Linked DNA regions of Mus musculus: region 1 is linked to region 2. A link is a contact called in public HiChIP or PLAC-seq data. All regions are on one chromosome and are shown on one strand. The core of a region is the stretch at or near the end of the contact, and the rest is flanking DNA. Distances in the headings are between cores, read along the strand shown.

Region 1 (5,611 bases), core at 392-2,891, 42 kb before region 2:
TACTGTTCATTTCTAATTCCGGGCTAGAGAGATAAATAGTAATGAAGTTCCACAAGATTTTCAAGTTCTAACACCTGCATCTTAGCTGATAATTAATGAACTTACATTTTCTGTAATAAAGAGAGAAAAAAACAAAGGAAATATAAGGGAATACATAAGCTAGTTTGACTTCTATCCAAAGCTATAAAAGTATTAATACATGGAAAAACAACCAAACGATGAAGACATAAATGAACTATTTCCAACCCCTGGAATAAGTCGTATGTACTTACTGACTGCTTCATAACAACATTATGACATTTTCCAGATACCAGGGACTGTGCTCAGTTATTGAAGTGTAATTAGTACATAGACACATGCTCATTTTGAAATCAGATAAGACTAAGCCTCACGATTACCCTTCCATTTTTTTAAAGCGGAAAAATAAAGAATGATGTAGTTAAGCCCAGGTTATACAACTAAATTTCCCACTAATAAGGTAGACTGTACTTTCTACACAGAAAAGCCCAGCACAGCGGCCACACAACACACACACCATTTCAATGTGCAGGTTTGAGCAAGAATATTTCATTAATTAGATCAACATGCCCTCAGCTGTGAGGTGTAAATGTTAGGGCCAATTGAAGGCATACTTTCATTAGAAGGCAAAACTGTGAAAAATCTACACAAAGAAGACTACAGCTGTTCAACAACTGCTTGAGGGGACTGAAACATGTCCCAATTTTTGACCTGTCGTGGCTCTAAGCACCCTAAGGTTTCGACAAAATTCCTTAGCAGACCCTGGAAATATCACTGTTCTAGACATCCTGAGCCCGAGGACATTCTGCCTGTGTTCTCTTCTCCAGAGTTGGTGACAGACTGCGAGTATCCAGAACATAAGGACCCACACACGCTATGAACTGAGAGAAGTTCTGGACCACATGACAGCATCCATACCTCCTCTGCCCCTATCAATCCTGGAAAGCCATCTCTTCGAAATAAAAGTCTGCATCAAAGTCCAGAATATAAATTTACCTCCAACACGGCGAAGGCAGGGGCGGCAGCGAACCGAAGTCAAACTCGGTGTGTCGGGCTCGCCGAAGAGACTCTAAGGAAGGCGCCCACCGCCGGGCGAGCCGTCATCTTTCTTACCTCGCTTCCAGAAGCCAAAAGAACCCGCAGAGGGCGTTATCAAGGACTTAAGAAGCTGGCAGCCACCTGGGGTCCTGGGACGGTCAGGACCCCAGCATACCGTCCCTACAGCTTTCTGTTGCTCCCAACATTTACCGCCACAGCCGAGTTCAGGCCCGCCCCCCTGAGTCAGGCCTAGCTCGAGCCTCACGCCCCGGAGCGCCCGTCGCCTCTGGGAAGATAAACTTGCGGCTTCCTTCCTACCTCTGTACTCCTAAGAAATACTCACTTGCCCGCCAGATCTTTATGAGAGCCGCTTGAATTCATGAGCTGGGCCAAATCCTGTCGCACGGCAGCCGCCATCTTTCCTCCAGCTCAGCCACGGCTGCGGGACCTCTCGCTGCCAAGAAGAAAACGAGCGTGGTCCTCCAGGAGGCGGGCAGAGGGGACGCGAGGTGCCATAGAGCAGCGTCTCTGTGGGCCAGAGCGCCGGATAGGGGAGCAGGAATTAGCTCCGCCCTCCGAGTTGAGTGACACCAGACTCCTCTCCTCCGGTTTGAGGACCGCCCAGGTCTCCCGAGAGACGCAGGCGCTCACGCTCCGACCTGGGATTGGCTGAAGAACTTGAGGGCGTGTACTTTGTGCAACTTCAGTAAAGGCCCGGCAAGTCAAAGGACGACGTTTTCCCTAAGTTCCGGGACTGATTATTATCGTTCTCCGCTCCGTTCTTTAAGGCATCACTTAAACGACCTATGTAAAGAGTTACTTCCAATTCACTATAGTCCAACACTGAAGAAAAAAGAAACAAAAACCAACCAACACACACACACGGAATGTCAATTCCAAAGATAAGAGGAAAAATACAACAGACCCAAATCATCATTTTACAACAAATTACAACAAGCAATCCATGAAAGCAAGCTTTTTTATTCGTGTACACAAGCTGCCTTCCCCTAAGGTGGAGTTCAGTAGGTCAGCCCTGGATTCAAGGAAGACAAGGTGTTTATAGCTCAGGGGTAAGGGGTTCCATATCGGAGATTTGGCGGGCAAACTAGGCGGCGAGCAAAACAAGGTAACACAACAGGTAGCCATAACAAGGTAGTCATAGGTGGTCATGGAACCTATGCAGCAGATAAGGCTCCAAGGTGGTTATAAACCACTTCTTGAAGCAAAGACATGACTTCTATTCCTGGAACAGGCAGTGCAGAACATTTTGTAGTTAAGGTTACAGGTGGAGAATAGCCCAATGTCTGACAAACAAAGGTTTAGTCATAAACAAGAAAGAACCTAGTTTGTCTGGAACAGAGGTTTAATGGTAAACAGAAAGGAACCTAATCTGTCTTTACTATATAAGATGGCTTTTAAGTCTGAAATGGAGACAGGCTGGTTCTTCAGATCATTTACCTGGGAAAGAGTATACCACGATCAAGAATATGCTCCTCCCACGATGAGTCACTGGCATCTAAGTGTGCCGATGTCTGCGTTTTTTCCACTTGGGAGGAAACTCAACTGCACAGTTTATGATCATAGTGGACTGCTTTTGGCACATTCCCCTTATAAACAAATAAATAGCTAGGTTTCATGGTGGTCACCGTAATACTAGCACTCCAGAAGTGGAGGCTAGGGAATCAGGAGTTCAAGTCTATACCCCTGATCCTATCGACTTGGAAGCCAGCTGGGATTACTAGAGACCCTGTCCCACAAAGCTCTAAGATGTAATACAGATTAATGTGCACACACACACACATACACATATACCTTTGGACTATATATGTGCATTCCTTGATACACCCTGTATCTTTTTAAAGTGTTGGTTATACATACCACTTTGTTCAGACAATGCTGATTTTCATCTATTGTTCTGAAGTGATTAGTAATACTGCCCTTCAATTGAGAACCTGTTTCACGAGTGACAAGGTATGTGATCATCCTGCATTTACATGTGGTTACATTTCTTATTCATGTTTTCTTACAAAACTTCTTTCCAAAAATACAATCTGATAAATGCAAGGTTTTTGTATTCGCTTCCTTTCACAGAAAGTAACATGCCTTATTGTTCTCCTTTAGAGTTTTCTCTTTTTTTCTGGTGACCTAGTCATATAAGACATTATTATTTCTGTCATTATTTTTAAAGTAGCAAAGGTATGTTACAACATACAGGACATATGAAGAACGTTTTTTATAGAGCAGCCAATGGTGCAGTGAATGAACTTATATGTGCATGATTTAAGATGTGTGCAAGTAAAATACATTCCCCAAAGTGAGTCAGGATGCATACACATTTTTTGGCAGATATTCCCAAATCATCCTGAACAGGAGAATTCTAGTATTTTGTCTTCCAGTCAGATATATTTAGGATTGCAATTTCTTGCAGACTTACCTACAACAAATACTAACTTGAAGCATTTAGCCATCTTGGCATGTTACAAATGGCATGTTCTCTCTTTGGACATGAGCAAGGCAAACAAAGTAAAGTAGAGGTTATCCACACTGTTCAAATCACGTCCTTTTGGCAAGAATGCCTAACAGTGGTGAGCCCGGAAGCCCACTTTCCAATTGGGCAGCCTTTGTGTGCACAGAGCTTAATGGCATAGGCCTCTCAAGGCCTGCCTAAACAGCTTAGTGGGACCTGTGTGAGAATAGAAAGTATAAAAAAGGCTGGGGGTAAGAGGTGCTGGATAGATGACTCAGCGGTTAAGAGCACTGACTGCTCTTCCAGAGGTCCTAAGTTCAATTCCCAGCAACCACATGGTGGCTCACAACCATCTGTAATGGGATCTGGTGCCTTCTTCTGGTGTGTCTGAAGACAGATACAGTCTACTCATATAAATCAAATAAGTAAACCTTTTTTTAAGGCTGGGATACACATTGCACCTCATTTGCCTATTGTGTAGAGGTCCTGGACTAAATTTCTAGTCCAAGAGTGAGAGAGATGAATAAGAGGCAGGGGAGAGAGATGGATGCAGGGAATGAGGGATGATGGGAACCAGCAGTTTCTACCAAAACCCATCCATCTGACCACCTAAATATCTGTGTGCCTTCAGGGAAGGTAGATTAGCTGCCTTCCCTGAGGAAGAAAGTTCAGCTTCCCATTCAGTGTTGCCAAAAATAAAATCACAACAACTTAAAGATCTTCAGTTGGATATACTTTTTCTTTTAGAATCAGACACTTCTCAAAATAAAGTAAATGTTCCAGAGGGAGGGACGAAGTTATATAGGCAGAAAAACAGGACTGGAACAAGGAACAGTGGGTGTGACACAGAAGCTCATGCCTGTGGTTCCAGAACTTAGGTGGTTGGGGCAAGGGGAGTGTAAGACTGTCTTAGGGTTTTACTGCTGTGAACAGACACCATGACCAAGCCAAGTCTTATAAGGCCAACATTTAGTTGAGGCTGGATTACAGGTTCAGAGATTCAGTCCATTATCATCAAGGCAGGAGCATGGCAGCGTCCAGGCAGGCATGGTGCAGGAGCCACTGAGAGTTCTACATCTTTATCGGAAGGCCACTGGGAGAAGACTGGCTTCCAGGCAGCTAGGATGAAGATCTTAAAGCCAGCGCTCACAGTGACACAACCACTCCAACAAGGCCACACCTTCTAATAGCACCATTCCCTGGTCTGAGCATAAACAAACCATCACAAAGGCCATCTTGGACTATGCATCCTGGACCATCTGGAATTCCAGACCAGTCTGGGACACAGAGAGGGACCCTGTTGTCAAAAGGAAAGGAAAGATGGTTTGTCTGTTCAGTTCTTTTCTTTGTCAGATAGAACAAAAAACTAATTTGGTTACTTTAGGTTAATTTGGGATTTTGTTTCATCTTGTTTTTTGTTTGTTTGGTTGGTTGGTTGGTTGATTTTGAAAGTATGAAGCACCAAAGGAACTTCATCAGTGTGCTGCTCACTGAAACAGCTTCTTTGGGAAAAAAAAAGCCTCTTTCATCTTTGCTTCTCTGAAGGTGAAATAAATAGCTTGATGGTATAAGTTACCATGAGTCATACCAGTTTACAATTATAGTCTGGTCTTTCAGGGCAGGAGTGAGAGCTTGGTCTGAAGCAATGGGCTCCCGTAATTTTATTTGACACCTTTACATCAGCTCAAAATTCAGAATGTTCAAAAACAAAACAACACAAAGCCTCTTGAGGGACTGGAGAGATGGCTTGGTGGTTAAGAGCACTTGCTGCTCTTGCTGAGGACCTGGGTTCAATTTCCAGCATCCATATGGTAGCTCACAACTTCCTGAACCTCTTCGTCCAGGGAATTCGATACCATCCTCTGGCCTGCTGGGCTCCCCCACAGAAGGAGTGCACACACACAGCAATGCACTCAAGCAGACACACATACACATGAAATAAAAATACTAAGTCTTTCAAAAGCAATTGTTAAAATACAGCATGCAGGGTGGGGGAGATAGTTCAGTGCGTAAAGAGAAGGAGGAGTTTGGGTGTCTGGTACCCGTATAAATGACAAGTAGGTTCTGAGGGCTCACTGGCCAACCAGT
Region 2 (5,801 bases), core at 1,246-3,745:
TAGGATTGTTTGCACTAAGTTTAGTTTGCAGAGGGGGTGGGAGTCAGGATCTTGCTCTATAGCCCTGACTAGCCTGGTGCCCATTCTATAGCCCGGGCTGGCTTTTGACCTTACAGTGGTCTGCTGATACAGCCTCCCTAGTGCAGCTGATGCTTTTTCAGAATCTGTTAAGATTGTTTCTTAATTGGAGATTTCTCATTGAAGATGGATTTACCAATGTATACCTCATTTCTCTAAAGTACAGATTTGATCTTGTCACATCCTTGCTTAAAATATTCTTTGCTTGATTCATTTCTTGGCTTGGACCTGTCAGTATTAAGTTTACAGAGAAGAAGGAAAGACCTGACCTCTCCAGGGTGTCATCTGACTTCTACACGCACCTGGCCTGTGAACAGCCAGACTGGGAACACGCTAAATGACGAGATAGTAAAAATAAGAGGAAAATCTAGCAGAGTCCCTAGAAAACAAAAGCAACAACAAACCCCTGGATTCCAAGTGTGTCATGAAATATCCCAATGCAAGCTGAGTGTAAGCTCTGATGTGCCTTCGAGGGTTTGTGGGGCTCACAGGGCAACTTGAGGCAGTCTCCTCTCTCCCACCACGTGGGGTTTGGGGTCTTTGCCTCAGGCCTGGCGCAGGCACCTTTACCCACAGAACTATCTCAGCAGCCTTAATAGACCTCGGGAAGAAGTGACGCATTTACAGATGGAGCCTATTTGGGGTATCCCGAGCCCAGCGAGGGATCCAGGGGACCTAGTCATTAAATGGAATCACTTTCCACTGAGGGAGAAGGGAAAGCCTCAAGCATGAGACCATCATACTCCAAGCTGACGTTAAATATTGTAAATAGTAGTCCTTAATATAAGGCTTGTAGGCTGGGCCATGACTTGGTGATAAAGCACTTGCCTAGAGTGTTAGACTGTAGAGTGTTTACTCTACAGTAACCTAGGCCTCTACCCCAAAACAGTGAAATCTGCAAACAGGAACATCGCCTGGCACCAATTCTTAATTCCCACCCTGGGGCACTGACCATGTGGCCATCTTGTCCAGTTCCTGAGTTTAGGGTGCTCCACACCTCACAGCCCCTCAGCTGGCCCACTGGGTAGCTCACAGGTCCGCGGCTCCTATAAGGGGCTTCTGCTTTCACTTTAGTCCTCCCCTGAGTGCAAGGGGATGACCTCCAGTTGGTCTAAAGGCTGGAAGGCCCCCTCAGCAGACTCGTTTCCCAGGGAACCCCAGCTCACAGTGGCCAGCCGGCAGCACACTGCCGTTGTTGTGGTAAGGAACACAACACACAGTAAACGGGACGCCTTGTAAGATAAAAAGCAGGAAGGAAGGAAGTCTGCTTTTTCGTTTTCTTCCATACTTATAATTTGCTTTAAAATTTAAACGATTATTGTGTTGGTGTGTGGAAATCAAGGCCAACTTTGAGGGTTTGTTTGTCTGCTTCCTTTCTGGGGTCATCAGGTGTGTGTGGGAGGCACTTGCCCCTGAGGAACCATCCTGCCAGTTCTTTGCTTCAGAATGTTTGCTCTGTTTTGAGTTCATTTTAAGTGCCCCCCCCCCCCAGTATTAATTATCTTCAATAATTGAGATTGCCTGTAAGAGTTTTTCAAGAGTTTGGAGAGGTGGCTCAGTGGGTAAGAGTGCAGCTTGGCTCCAGCATCCACATATGGCAGCCCACAATAGGCCCTAACTCCCGCCCTCCTAGGCCCCAGGGCACTGCACTCACTTGCACAAACCCATTCTTAGACACACACAAGGCTGGAGGTGTAACCCTGTGGCAGCAAACCTGTGAACACGTACACATGTGCATATAGTTTTTACTTTTTAAGGAAATTCACTTAATGAAATTTGATTACATCTTCAGTCAGCTTGAACAATCATTAGGTCTTGACCAGTCTCATTTCATAAGCCTTCATCCCTTCCATCTGAGTATTGTTATAAAGCGATTTCTGATAGTAAGTATTTACCTGTAAACATCTCAGCCTTAATCTATACCATAAGTAAGTATATTTTTAAAAACAACCATTAGCGTGTCAGTAACCACAATAACTAGTGACTTTAATGGTAGTTCCTAAATAGTATAAAATAGCACTGTTAAATCTCAGCTTAACTGAAGTAATTTAAATGTTAAATACTTAAAGTAATAGTGTTTTTATTATTGACTATGCTGTTTTCAATTTTAAAAAAGATTTTATTTATTTTATGTATATGAGTACACTGTAGCTGTCTTCAGACGCACCAGAAGAGGGCATCATATCCCATTACAGATGGTTGTGAGCCACCATGTGCTTGCTGGGAATTGAACTCAGGACCTCTGGAAGAGCAGTCAGTGCTCTTAACCACTGAGCCATCCCCCAACTCCGTAAAGAAACATTTAAAAATTACTTTAAAATAGTTTTTAAATGTTTAAAATGACATTGATTGTTTGTGTACAGTCACTTGTTTGGGTCAGAGGCCAGCAGAGGGCATCAGATCCCTAGAGGTGAAGTACAAAGAGCTGCAGCCTCCTGATGTGGGTATTGAGAGCTGACTCTGGTTTTCTGGAAGAACAGCATGTGATCTTAACCACGGAGCCACCTCTCTGGCCTCAGTAGCTGTTTTGTACGGGTCTGCATGATTTTTGTTTTGTTTTTTGAGATAAGTCTTACATATTCCTGGCTGGTTCCTCTGTTGCTGAGAAAGTCCTTGGATCCTCAGGTGTCCTATCTTGCCTGGTTTATGAGGTGCTCATGGCTCCCTGCATGAGAGGCGAGCACTCTGCCAACCAAGCTGCCCTCCCTGCAGAACTGTTGGTTTTAATTTTGCTCTACATGATTTAAGTTCAAATAGGAAGATAGCTGTTGTAAGTGTAAAAGTACAGAGACGAAGAAAACTTGGGGCCCAAGTCCTGAGTTGTCCCAAGCGCTCGCTCTCACTTGCGCGCTCTCTCTCTCTCTCTCATTGATATTACCTTAACTATGGTTCAGGGGGCACTGCTAGGTAATCTAGTATTAGGTATTATTAAGAAGCTTTGTTTGGTGGTCCCTATCATTCATTAGGGTCACACTGGTGTCTCTAAAGTCATATATTGATATATATGAAACTAAAATCCTTATATAGAGAGATCATCACTGTGTAAATTTTTTTAACTATTACTAAAACTCCTCAGCTGACGGGTTCCCTCTCATTTGCAGGTAGGGTTCTTTCACAGTCTACTCCTGGAACTCCATCAAAGACTATAACAATATCAGAAAGTGGTGTGATTGGATCAACTTTAAATTCGACAACACAGACACCAAATAAGATAGCCATCTCACCTTTGAAGTCGCCAAATAAGGTAAAAAAAGAAAATGAGCCCCAAATGCCAAATATTGTGATTGATTCTTTTATTGTCTTACAAGTAACTTCAAGTACTTTAGTTTTCATATATCCCTAAGCAGTTATCAATAGGTACTTGGTGAATATAGGATTAATTTACTAATCAGAATTTTTTTTTTTTTTTTTGCTTGTTGGTTTGTTTAGGACTGACTCTACTGTGTAGCCTTGGGTGGCCTAGGACCTAAAATCCTCCTGCCTCTGCCTCCCCAGTGTGGTTTCTAGGCATGATGATCCAGGACTCCCAGCCTTGTTTTTTTTTGTTGTTGTTGTTTTTTTGTTTTTTTTTTTGTTTTGTTTTGTTTTTTCGAGACAGGGTTTCTCTGTGTAGCCCTGGCTGTCCTGGAACTCACTTTGTAGACCAGGCTGTCCTCGAACTCAGAAATCCACCTGCCTCTGCCTCCCGAGTGCTGGGATTAAAGGCGTGCGCCGCCACCATGCCTGGCTCCAGCCTTGTTTATTAGTTTGTTTGGTACCGGGGTTTTGACAAGTGCTCTACCACTGACCTCTGCTCTCAGCCACAAGCAAGGGGTTTTGGCTAGTGAAGATTTTACTTCAAACACTTGGCAACAGAGTGATCATTGGTGACTTTTATGGCCTGTATGAATATAAATACAAGTTTTTAGTGAAGGATATATATGATGTAGTTAGTTACTCTTCAGTTAGTATTTAGCAATATTACTATTTGGGTAATAATAAACAGATGTCGTGAGTTTATAGTGTAACATGCTAAAGTAACTATGTATGGCAATGCCAGCTCCCGATGGGTAACACTGAAGACTGGAAAAGGATGTCAGGCATGCTAAGCACACTCTCAGTGTAAACGAGGCAAGTGTCTAACTTACTTCCCTGAGACTCACAATTATCATTATGCCAACGTAGAAAAGCATACAAAGCAGGTATATTATAAAAGTCACAACTTTTTTTTTCTGTTAGACGCCACCCTGTGTGTCTGGAAATACACCATCTCCTTGTCAGCTCCCTCCTTGATTTGTAGCTATTCATAAATAAAACCACATTGGACGTTTGCTCTCTATAATATATAAATATGATATCATACAGCCTATTAAAGTTGGCATCCAGATACAAAGTGGTATGTTCACATAGATGGTGTTTTCTATAACCGAGTGGACTCAGCTTTTTGTCTCATGCTTTTCACACACGGGGCTGAAACCTAGAAAGATTAAGGTTTTTATCTCAAGAAGTTCAATCCGAACATTAGATGGAAGCATTAGAAGCTCTTTGCAGAATTTCAGTTATTACAGGTAGACTGATACCTCTGTGTGTGTGTGTGTGTTTGCTACTAAGATTTATACAGAGAAGGCTATTCTTTTGTTTTGCTTTACTCTGTCTTCAGAGTCTTTCTATAGAGCCTATGCTGGTCTCAAACTCCAGGCCACCTCCCAGCCAGCTCTCTAGCTTACCCTGACTAATCCTGGCATGATGTCCTACCATGTGGCTAGATCTGCCTCTCTCTGCTCGGCCCTGGTCCCCCTGTTCACTTCTGTGTCTGCTGGCAAGCCTCTTGGGTCCCATTTCTTCTCCTAGCATCTCTCCCTATGTAGGCTTGTTGACAACTTTGTTTTGTAACACTTCCGACAGTCCTCACTCTAATGTCACGGCTTCCGTTGTAGAACATCAGAATGTCTGCTTTCTCGGTCCACTTGACCTGCATTTGTCACTCCCTGGAGGACAGAGTTCTTCTATTGCATTTTCTAAGTAATCATGAATTTCATAGGTGTTTATTAGACATTCAAACAAACACTGAAGTCATGAAGGGATGTCTTTTTATTTCTCTTAGCTTTAGGTTTTACCAATTGTATCCTCGTTTTTTCTTGCTTCCAGTGTATGTACCTTTTGATCGGAAATCATAGTATTTCTTTTTAGAAATGTTCATTATGGTATATTTCAGTTTCTTAAGCCCAGCATCTTAATGTGCAAAAACTAATTAATTCAAAAGGCAGAGAGTGGGGGCTGGTGAGATGGCTCAGTTGGTAAGAGCACCCGACTGCTCTTCCGAAGGTCCAGAGTTCAAATCCCAGCAACCACATGGTGGCTCACAACCATCCGTAACAAGATCTGACGCCCTCTTCTGGAGTGTCTGAAGACAGCTACAGTGTACTTACATATAATAAATAAATAAATCTTTAAAAAAAAAAAAAAAAGAGTTTAAAAAAAAAAAAAAAAAGGCAGAGAGTGATTACATGGAAGTTCCAATGAATACTTAAAATCCCTGATAATACTCAGCTTCTACTTTGGTAACCCCAAAAATAGTATTCTCATAACTTAAAAAGGAAAAAAATTCCTTAAGATTCCATGTATGAGCACAGTGTTAAATACCTACTCCTGATACTTGTTCAATTCTGTAGATCTGAGTTAACACCCAGTAAGATGAAATAGGGGATTAAGATGAGTATGAAAAGTTATCACAGTCCACTCAT

Evidence for each region. HiChIP or PLAC-seq counts read pairs in DNA pulled down with a chosen protein or histone mark.
Region 1: a contact with region 2 is called in an H3K27ac HiChIP or PLAC-seq map of embryonic stem cells, with 7 read pairs. The contact joins the promoter of Cops4 here to the enhancer-like site in region 2. A contact is called at or near these places in 6 of 39 promoter capture datasets (the C10 cell line, cranial neural crest, embryonic stem cells and 3 more), 1 of 15 datasets of contacts at CTCF or cohesin (CD8 T cells), 5 of 484 Hi-C or Micro-C datasets (CD4 T cells, the HPC-7 cell line, Th1 cells and 1 more), 4 of 115 datasets of contacts at active chromatin or transcription factors (the HPC-7 cell line, the SCID.adh cell line and embryonic stem cells) and 3 of 9 other capture datasets (adipose tissue, liver and pancreatic islet).

What each region holds. Positions count from the first base shown.
Region 1 is chr5:100,514,339-100,519,949 of GRCm38.p6, reverse strand. Cops4 (COP9 signalosome subunit 4) reads right to left here and starts at 1,641. Exons shown (of 10, transcript NM_012001.2): 1 at 1,400-1,641. The coding sequence starts at 1,473.
Region 2 is chr5:100,473,210-100,479,010 of GRCm38.p6, reverse strand. It overlaps Lin54 (lin-54 homolog (C. elegans)), which reads left to right. Exons shown (of 13, transcript NM_172714.4): 4 at 3,180-3,322. Among named protein-coding and RNA genes, the nearest start is that of Lin54, 25 kb to the left of the region's middle. Within about 2 kb of position 2,495, at least 15 of the 459 cell types and tissues checked have an H3K27ac peak or open chromatin away from gene starts, as enhancers often do. A contact at or near this core is called in the HPC-7 cell line, Th1 cells and embryonic stem cells, where this site is marked.